Linked DNA regions of Columba livia: region 1 is linked to region 2. The links are chromatin contacts, called in public Hi-C maps. All regions are on one chromosome and are shown on one strand. The core of a region is the stretch at or near the end of the contact, and the rest is flanking DNA. Distances in the headings are between cores, read along the strand shown.

What was found. A called contact is a pair of places that touch in the nucleus more often than the background predicts.
Region 1: a Hi-C map of crop shows a contact between it and region 2, with 5 times the contacts expected there. The contact joins two enhancer-like sites. A contact is called at or near these places in 2 of 2 Hi-C or Micro-C datasets (crop and liver).

What each region holds. Positions count from the first base shown.
Region 1 is chr1:91,312,951-91,316,850 of bColLiv1.pat.W.v2, forward strand. No RefSeq gene overlaps it. Among named protein-coding and RNA genes, the nearest start is that of MIS18A, 26 kb to the right of the region's middle. Within about 2 kb of position 2,536, at least 1 of the 3 cell types and tissues checked has an H3K27ac peak away from gene starts, as active enhancers do.
Region 2 is chr1:91,170,473-91,174,510 of bColLiv1.pat.W.v2, forward strand. No RefSeq gene overlaps it. Among named protein-coding and RNA genes, the nearest start is that of HUNK, 13 kb to the right of the region's middle. Within about 2 kb of position 2,664, at least 2 of the 3 cell types and tissues checked have an H3K27ac peak away from gene starts, as active enhancers do.

The DNA.
Region 1 (3,900 bases), core at 1,286-3,785, 140 kb after region 2:
TATGATTACTACCTTTGAGTGCTATACATTCCAATCCACCTGGGGACCAATGCTGACAAGTCACACAAGAAAGGTTGCCCTTAGCTGAGAAATTGCCATTTCCTCTTGGCAGCTCTGAGGAGCTCTGCTGGGAAGAGGAAATGAGTTCCACAGGGGTAATGGCAGCCCATTGGATTTTTATGTCTTCAAGCCCATGCTTTGATTAGCTTTCTCCTTGCCTGCTCAATATGGAAGTCTATGATTCTGTATCTGAAAACAGAAATAATATAACCATTATGAATGCCGTCTATGTGTACATAGGATAACTGTGTCGCTGTTTCCTCCTGGAATTGCTTGAACTGAAATGTTCTTACTTTCAGAGACATTTCAAGGAAGATAATATTTTGTAATAGGTCCTCATCTTGGCAATTACAATCCATTTCCATGTCATTCATGAGAAAGGCAATAGATCATCTGCAAAAATGTATCCTTGACTTGTGTGTTTCCCTTCCTGGATTGCTTGCTCATTTTCTTCAAAAGAGCAAAACACAGTCATGCTCTGGTCATATCACCTGTCAGTTGCCACTGAGCACTCCTTGCTATGCTGACTCATCTTCCTTGGACGCTGTGTTTGGTCATGAAATGGTCTCCTCCAAAGGAGGTAAGTGATGATAGTAAGCCAGTTCCTTCCCTGCTGGAAATGTCATCATCGTGTTACCCACAAGAAGCTGTATGGAGTGATTAAGTCTCTCCCAGCAGCTGTGTTGCCACTGAAAATCCTTCTTATGTCATACAGGATTTGGCATGATTTACGTATGAAGAAGCCAATGTTATGAAACTTAGGTGTACAACATGAATTTTATAAGCCTTTGTTTGTGCCTCTAAATAACAGCATGATTTTCAGAGGGGTCTATCATTTTCAGGTTTCATTACTCCCCTTCTGTTCCCCCACTGGGAGCCAGGAGGTTTTCTCTTACTCCATAAGGACCAAGGCTAAAGCACAGAGCCTGTGTGGGAAGGACTTCAGAGGCTGAAGCAGACAGGTTTGTCAGAGACACGTCCTAAGCTACATAGGGCAGAATTTGACTTGAAGGGGTGAGACCATTAATTAAGTTGATCTGCTGACATTTAAGTGCCCAGCAACAAGATTGAGACTTTCTCTCCAATTCGGAAACGTCTACCCGAAAACAGGGTCAAGGTACCTGTGGGCAGTGCTGTTCACACGAAATTCATTAAAGATTCTACAACAGCAAATTGCTCCGTTTTTATACACAGATGCCTCTGTCCTGTGTCCTTGCTGCCACCCGAGATTCCAAGCCAGAAGAACGTCACCTGTCTTGCAATGCCACGGACTTTAGCTAATAGGAAAGGATGGACACAGACCTCAAAGAGCATCTTGGAAGGGGAAGAGCAGAAGAGCTTCAATTGCTGGGCAGCCTGGAGTCTGTGATCTCAAGACACATTCACCTGTTCCCGGGGAAAGTTGTGTCTCTTTAAAAATCAGTAATATTTTCTATTCTTTCTCCCCCTGGTTCTTCCCAGGAAAAAAGCCCCCTGTGCAGTGCTGAGTGGAGGTGGAGACCAGCACCCCAACACAAAGATTTCAAAAGGATGGGATGCTGACTGCTTGAAAGGAAAAACAAAATCCATGGGATGTTTCCTCTCCACGTGGTGAAAAGGTACTTGAGACTCAAAGAGTTTATTTTCTCTTCTTTTTGTCTGCAGCTGAAGAGGGGCTGGGGCTCAACCCCTGAGCTCCTTTGCTGGGGAAAGCAGCCATAATTGCTTTTACAGCTGGATTGCTCCACAGCATCCCCTGCTCCCCACAGGCACTCTGTGAATGAGCAGCCTCTATGGAGGCCTTCCAGGTCTCTTTTGTTTACATGCCCTGGGCATAGAGGTACTTAGAGAAGGGTCAGGGCATTGACACAGTCCTGCCAGGTCTCTAAGAGAAACATGTGAAAAATTTCAGGTGCCATTGCAAAGTCTGTATCATTCCTGTTTATTAGCTCTTGGCTTAGATTCCTGGACAGGGGTCACACACCACTGTGGTCCGCAGGGTGAGGTCACGGATTTCAGGAGAAGGTACAGCATTTGCTTTGGGGAGAGTTGGGGTTGTTCAGCCTGGAGAAGGCTCCAGGGAAACCTTATTGTGGCCTTTCAGTACTTAAAAGGGGACTATAATAAAGATAGGGACAGACTTTTTAGAAAGGCCTATTGCGATAGAACAAGGGATAACAGTTTTAAACTAAAAGAGGGGAGATTCAGGCTAGACATGAGGAAGAAATTTTTTATAATGAGGTGAAACACTGGCCCAGGTTGCCCAGAGAGGTGGTAGATGCCCCATCCCTGGAGACATTCCAGGCCAAGCCGGATGGGGCTCTGAGCAACCTGATCTATTTGCAGATGTCCCTGCTCACTGCAGGGGGTTGGACTAGATGACCTTTGAAGGTCCCTTCCAACACAGACTGTTCTGTGATTCTATGGTTCTAGGATGAATTATGATACAGTGTGACAGAAAGCAGAGGTATGCGGTAGGAGAGAAGGGAAGGAAGGCTTTTGCCAGCAGACAGTGGTTTCCTCTGCTGCTGTGCCTGGTATGGAGGACACACAGAGAGGTTTCCCCCAAAAAGCCAGAAATGAAGTACTGCTGTGGGGGCCTGTTGAGGATTTCCTCCAAAGAGAAATGGAATATTTTCCTTATGGTCAACCACAAGAGAATGTTACTACATCCTGCTCCTTGCATGGCATATAAATAGAAGGAGGAAAGGAATGACTAGTTAACTGTTTGACCTCTGTTTGGGGAAAAAAAAACTCCCAAGAAACCTCAAGAACTCACCCCATTAAGCATACAGGAAAATGTCACAGATCTGGCACCTTAATTATATGCTAATGACATCCTATGAGGGAGAAAAGCTTCAGATGTCTGAAGAAAAAATATATGACTGAAAAGTGTTGTGTATGCTCACAGAGCATTTTCTGAAAACTATTCCCTTTCTTTTTGTCTTTTTTTTTTTTACTGTTCGGGAATTAAAAAAAAAAAAAAGTAAAAGAAAAAAAAGCAGCAGACCAAAGAACTGGGTGAACCTTTGGCATTTGTGTTTGATTTTCAGCCGCTGGGCATGAACTGAAAACAAAACAAATCCTGCTGCAGAGAGGTTTGTCAAATGTGCAGGCTTTCAATGACTCTTCTGTTCATAATATTTTTCTGATTCACTTTAAGCTAAGATTGCAAATGGTCTTTACCCATCACCTTCTGGTGAACTTGTCTGAAACATACTTATTATTTTCCTATAAATTTATTTGCTCCACATGAAAAAAAAAAAAATCTCAGCTAGTATAAATATGTAACAAAGTTAATGAACGTACACCCAGATATGCAATCCAAGTATGTGGTATGCTTTTTGTTGACTTACTGGTTTGATTGAATTATTATTTCCCAAGAACTTGGCATTACACCTGAATGCTTAGAGAAGCCTCTATTCCTAGCAGAAGCTAATGATGACATTTATTTGGACAGTTTTTCTGACTCATATTTACATCCACTCACATGTGGCACATTCATTGGCACAGAAATGATACTGTATTTGATTGTTGAATATTCCTCTGCAAAGATTTTGGCTGAAGATCTTGGTTCACGTGCCATTTCAAGCCTTGGTTTGACTGGTTCTGAAAAAAAAGACCTGAACCTGCTGACAAGGAAGCCCATAACTCATCTGCTGGTCCCCACATAGGTGAGAGGATGCCTGATGTGCTGAAGTCTTTCTTTTGGAAGCTGGAGATACTCCATGGGGCTCTGAGGGGGAGCTAAGACGGGGTCCTTGCTTTGTGGATCTCACTGTGGGAACAGAGGGGCCTCAGCTCTTGTTTCAAAGTCTGCAAAAGCAGTACTGCACAGACAGCAAATGTGAGTGGAATCAA
Region 2 (4,038 bases), core at 1,414-3,913:
TCTCTCCTTATAAATGATGCTTTGCTTCACCCTTCCAGTCTCCCTGTTGTAGCAACGTAGCTTCCAATTCTGATGGTAAAACTTTTTCCTGATTCTCCTTGGAGGATCTGATTGATTACAAAAGAATAATTCTACTTTGTGGTTCATAATACCAGATGGGCTACTGCGATGCTCTAGCCCGCCTTCCTGTTTGACACACAGCATCAGGCTTCTTCCTGTTTGAAATACAATGTCTTTTAGAAAAACATCTGATTTTGATTTAAAGAATTCCAAAGAAGGAGACTTTGCCATAATGGCTTGCTGGGTTGCTGTGGTGCTTAATTATCCTCACTGTTAAAAATATGTGTCTTATATTATAGCTTGAATTTGTCTAGATTCAGCTCCCAACCACTGGATCTCATTATAGCTTTGTCTGTGAGCCTGTGTGCATACTTAGACAAACAGACTATGAACAATCACCCCACTCCCTTTGCTAGTCTTAAAAGGACCAATTTCTTCCACTGTAAAGTGTATTATTTAGGTCTTCCTTCACTTTCATATCTCTTTTCTGAGTTTTCTTTGGTTTACCAACTTACTCCTTGAATTGTGGAGAGCAGAACCAGATGCAGTTTTCCAGATGGGGTTACAGGAGCGCAGACTACTCTGATAATTTAGCAGGTTTTTTTCTTTACTCCTTGTTATTTTTCCTTTGTGTATGTATTGATGGACCACATTTTAGGTGGACTAAATGTTATTTTTGATAGGCAGAAATACCCACCCAGTGACTCAGTCACATTATCTCTTTCGGCCATTTAAGTTAAAAACAGGGAGTAGTAGGGTCTGAAAGTGATACCAAAGCTTTTATGAGTAATTCCCCTTCCCTGCCAAATCTTTCAGGATACTTAGCATTCATCAGCTAGGTGGATAAATCTGTGCTGATTCAAAGGAGAAAGTATGTGTTTGACATAGAAACAGGTGCAGAAGAGACTAACCTATTGGATTTTGTAATAATCAACATGTTATCCTGATATATTCAATCACATCTCTGAGTGATGCTGTAATGATGTAAATACACAAACCCAGAACTGTGTGGGTTGTTGTTTTGTTTGTTTGTTTGTTTGGGGGGGGCATGGTTTTGTGGGTTTTTTTTATATTTACTTTTGTTTTTTCAGTTTCTCTAGAAAGTCTACTAATAAAAAAATCTAAAAGCTTTATTTGGACCTAGCAGGAACTGGCTTCCAGTATTCCATTGAAGGACTTACAAGAATGTGTTGATTGGAAGCTCTGTGCAGAAAATGTGTAAATAACAGTTTCTACACCCAAAATTGATTTGGTTGTTCTGTACACATTTAAGGCCTAATTTGTAAAACTTCCTCACTAGGACTAGTCTGATTTTGTTAAACAGGAGTGTTCATTTGGGCATGATTTACCTGTGTAAACAAAGGTTTGAGAGATCACATATGCTTAGGGCTACACTAAATGACCTGTACAACACTAAGTTAAAAACAAACAAACAAACAAAACAAAACAAAAACAACAACAATGAAACAGAAACCAGAAGGGGAAGATGAAAAGAGCTAAAACTTATTTTCAAGGTGGCTTCATGATTTTTGTAGTTGTGAGTAATGACTTTTTGGATGCTTGAATGAGCATTACTGAATGAGGGCCTCCCTATTGCTGGCTCTGCAGGTGAGCTGGCTAAAGAATCAGACAGGAGTGCAAATGCCAGCCTTCACGGTGGTGTTGGGAGGCTGGATTTAGTCTGCAGCTTCAGGATCTTCATGTGGAGACAAGGCTGGAGCCATACAAAACCCTCTCCAAAATTCTTATCTCAGCACACTTGATGTTCGGGGCTTTTGTCTCAGTACACTTGAGATTCAAGAGCTCAGGACCTCAGCAGGGGTGCCCAGGATTATGAAGATGGTTTGGACATCCCTCATCTGGTGGTGGAGCCGGCTGCCTGTTGTCGAGGGGTATGAAAAATGCATCTGGTGGTGGTGCGAGATCCAGGGCACCTTAGGTGCTTTATCCAGATGCCATTGTTGCAGCAGGGGAGTGTTGTGCAGTACCAGCTGCTGAGCACCGTGTCTTGCTGAAGCAGCTACAGTGATGGCTGCCAGGCAGGCCACTGCTGAAGCTGTTTTCTGCCGAGCTTGGTAGCCTGCCAAGCTGCTTCAGCAGTTTGGGCAACTTTCCTTCTGCTAATGCTGGCCAACCCCTATAATCTCTCTCTCTAAGTGCTTGAAGCAAATCCTCCCCTGCCATCACTGGAGCCAGAGCCTGAATGACCAAAGCAGCAGCCCAAGTGGGAGCTCAGGGCAAGAGACGCATCTCAGTACTGCAAGCACCAGTAAGAGAAAGGACAACAAAATTTTGTGGAAAAGATTATTTCACCAACCTTTTCTTTTTTTTTTTTTTTTTTTGGGGGTGTGGGAGTTGGAGATATGGGCAAATAGTGTAAATCATCAGTAATACTGATGAAACTGAAAAATAAGCAAGCAAGCAAAAATAACCTGGAGAAAAACAAAAAAAGGGGATCAGATGTGAGCATCATATGCAGTGAGCATCATTGAATATGCAGTGAGCATCATTCAGATAGGCTGGTTTTGGCCAAGTTCCCCATGAGGAAGTTGGTGGTGGCTTCTGGAGGAGCTGCTGCTTGCGGCCACAGCGTGGCAGTCTCAGACGCCCGAGACAGAAGCTGGGATTTGAGGTCGATATGTAGCTGTGCAGAAAGGGAACCGTGCAACGTTGAGAGATTCGGCTGTGGACTAAAACACAAGTGGGATGCCAACGAGCTTTGGAAGGAAGGCTTTGCACAGTGCATCCCCAAGCTTTTGGAAGGAAAACCAAAACAGTATGGTTGACCAAAAGAGATTAAAAAAAATTCATACTGCAGGAAACTTTCAGGTAATTTATTAAATACTTACACAAGAAAATCGTGTATGAGCTGCACTATCGAGAGAGAGGTTTCTTCTGAAATACAGAGTCCTTGCATACCGTGTTTGTTTCCAGGCATTGGCTCCTGCATCGATTCTGATGCTGTGAATCCCAAGACCACCAGTCTGGAGCAGTGAAACAGCGTAGCTTGGACTGAGGCTGCCTGAGGAATTTCCTCTTCTCCTGCTCTAAGCACTATCTTGACAGCTGAGACCAGCCAGAGAGCTTTTGCTGACACACCCTGAATTTGAACATCTGGAGAGTGTAAGCTCTGCTTGCTTTGTGAAACGTCCTCAGCTCAGGAATTTACTTCTCCCAGTGGCCTAGCAGAGCCAATGTCCATTGACCTTCAGGGCACAATGTAAGGCCCATCTGTTTTCCCAAATTTTTGCCTGAGGGTCTGTCAGGGAGGCTCATGGTTAACTTGTCCTATGGGAGTCTGTGCGAGATGAACAGTGGGCAGCCTGGTATGTATCTGGGTTTTTAAACAATATACATGCGTCCAGACTTTTACAGGGAAATTAAACAAAATCTTTTTACCTTACAGGCGTTTTACAATAAATAAATTTACTGAAATAAATAAATCCCTCAGATTTTGGTAACTGTGCTATGAAGGTTCTTCATGCTTGAGTGAGAAATTGATCTCTCCCAGGCCATCTGTTCTTGATCCTGCAAAGAAAGTATATCACAACTACCTCCATGACAACAGACTGACATATATATGCTCAGGATTAAATCAACACTGCATCAGAAAATAGGAGAGGCCCATGTGACAGAAAGTCCTCATTAACACTGAAAGAATTTCAAGGTAACAAATGCATTTCTTCCCCCCCCCCCCCCTTTTTTTTTGAGGTCCGTTAAATTAGTCCTTGTTTTAGGCACACAAAGGAAAAAAACTGCAAGTCTGGCATCAAGCTGAAATACCTGTTGATTGAAGTATCAGTGGACTAAACGGAGGGTGGGAAACAAGTACTAATTAATTCATGGTGGCTTTTGCCATAGATGCAAAGTCTGGTGGGATCAGATGTCAACAACTTGTTAGAAAGTAGCCTAGATCACAAAGGGATCACACTGTGTTCCAAGCGAAAAGCTCTGACTCTGCAGAATCATCTGTTTCCA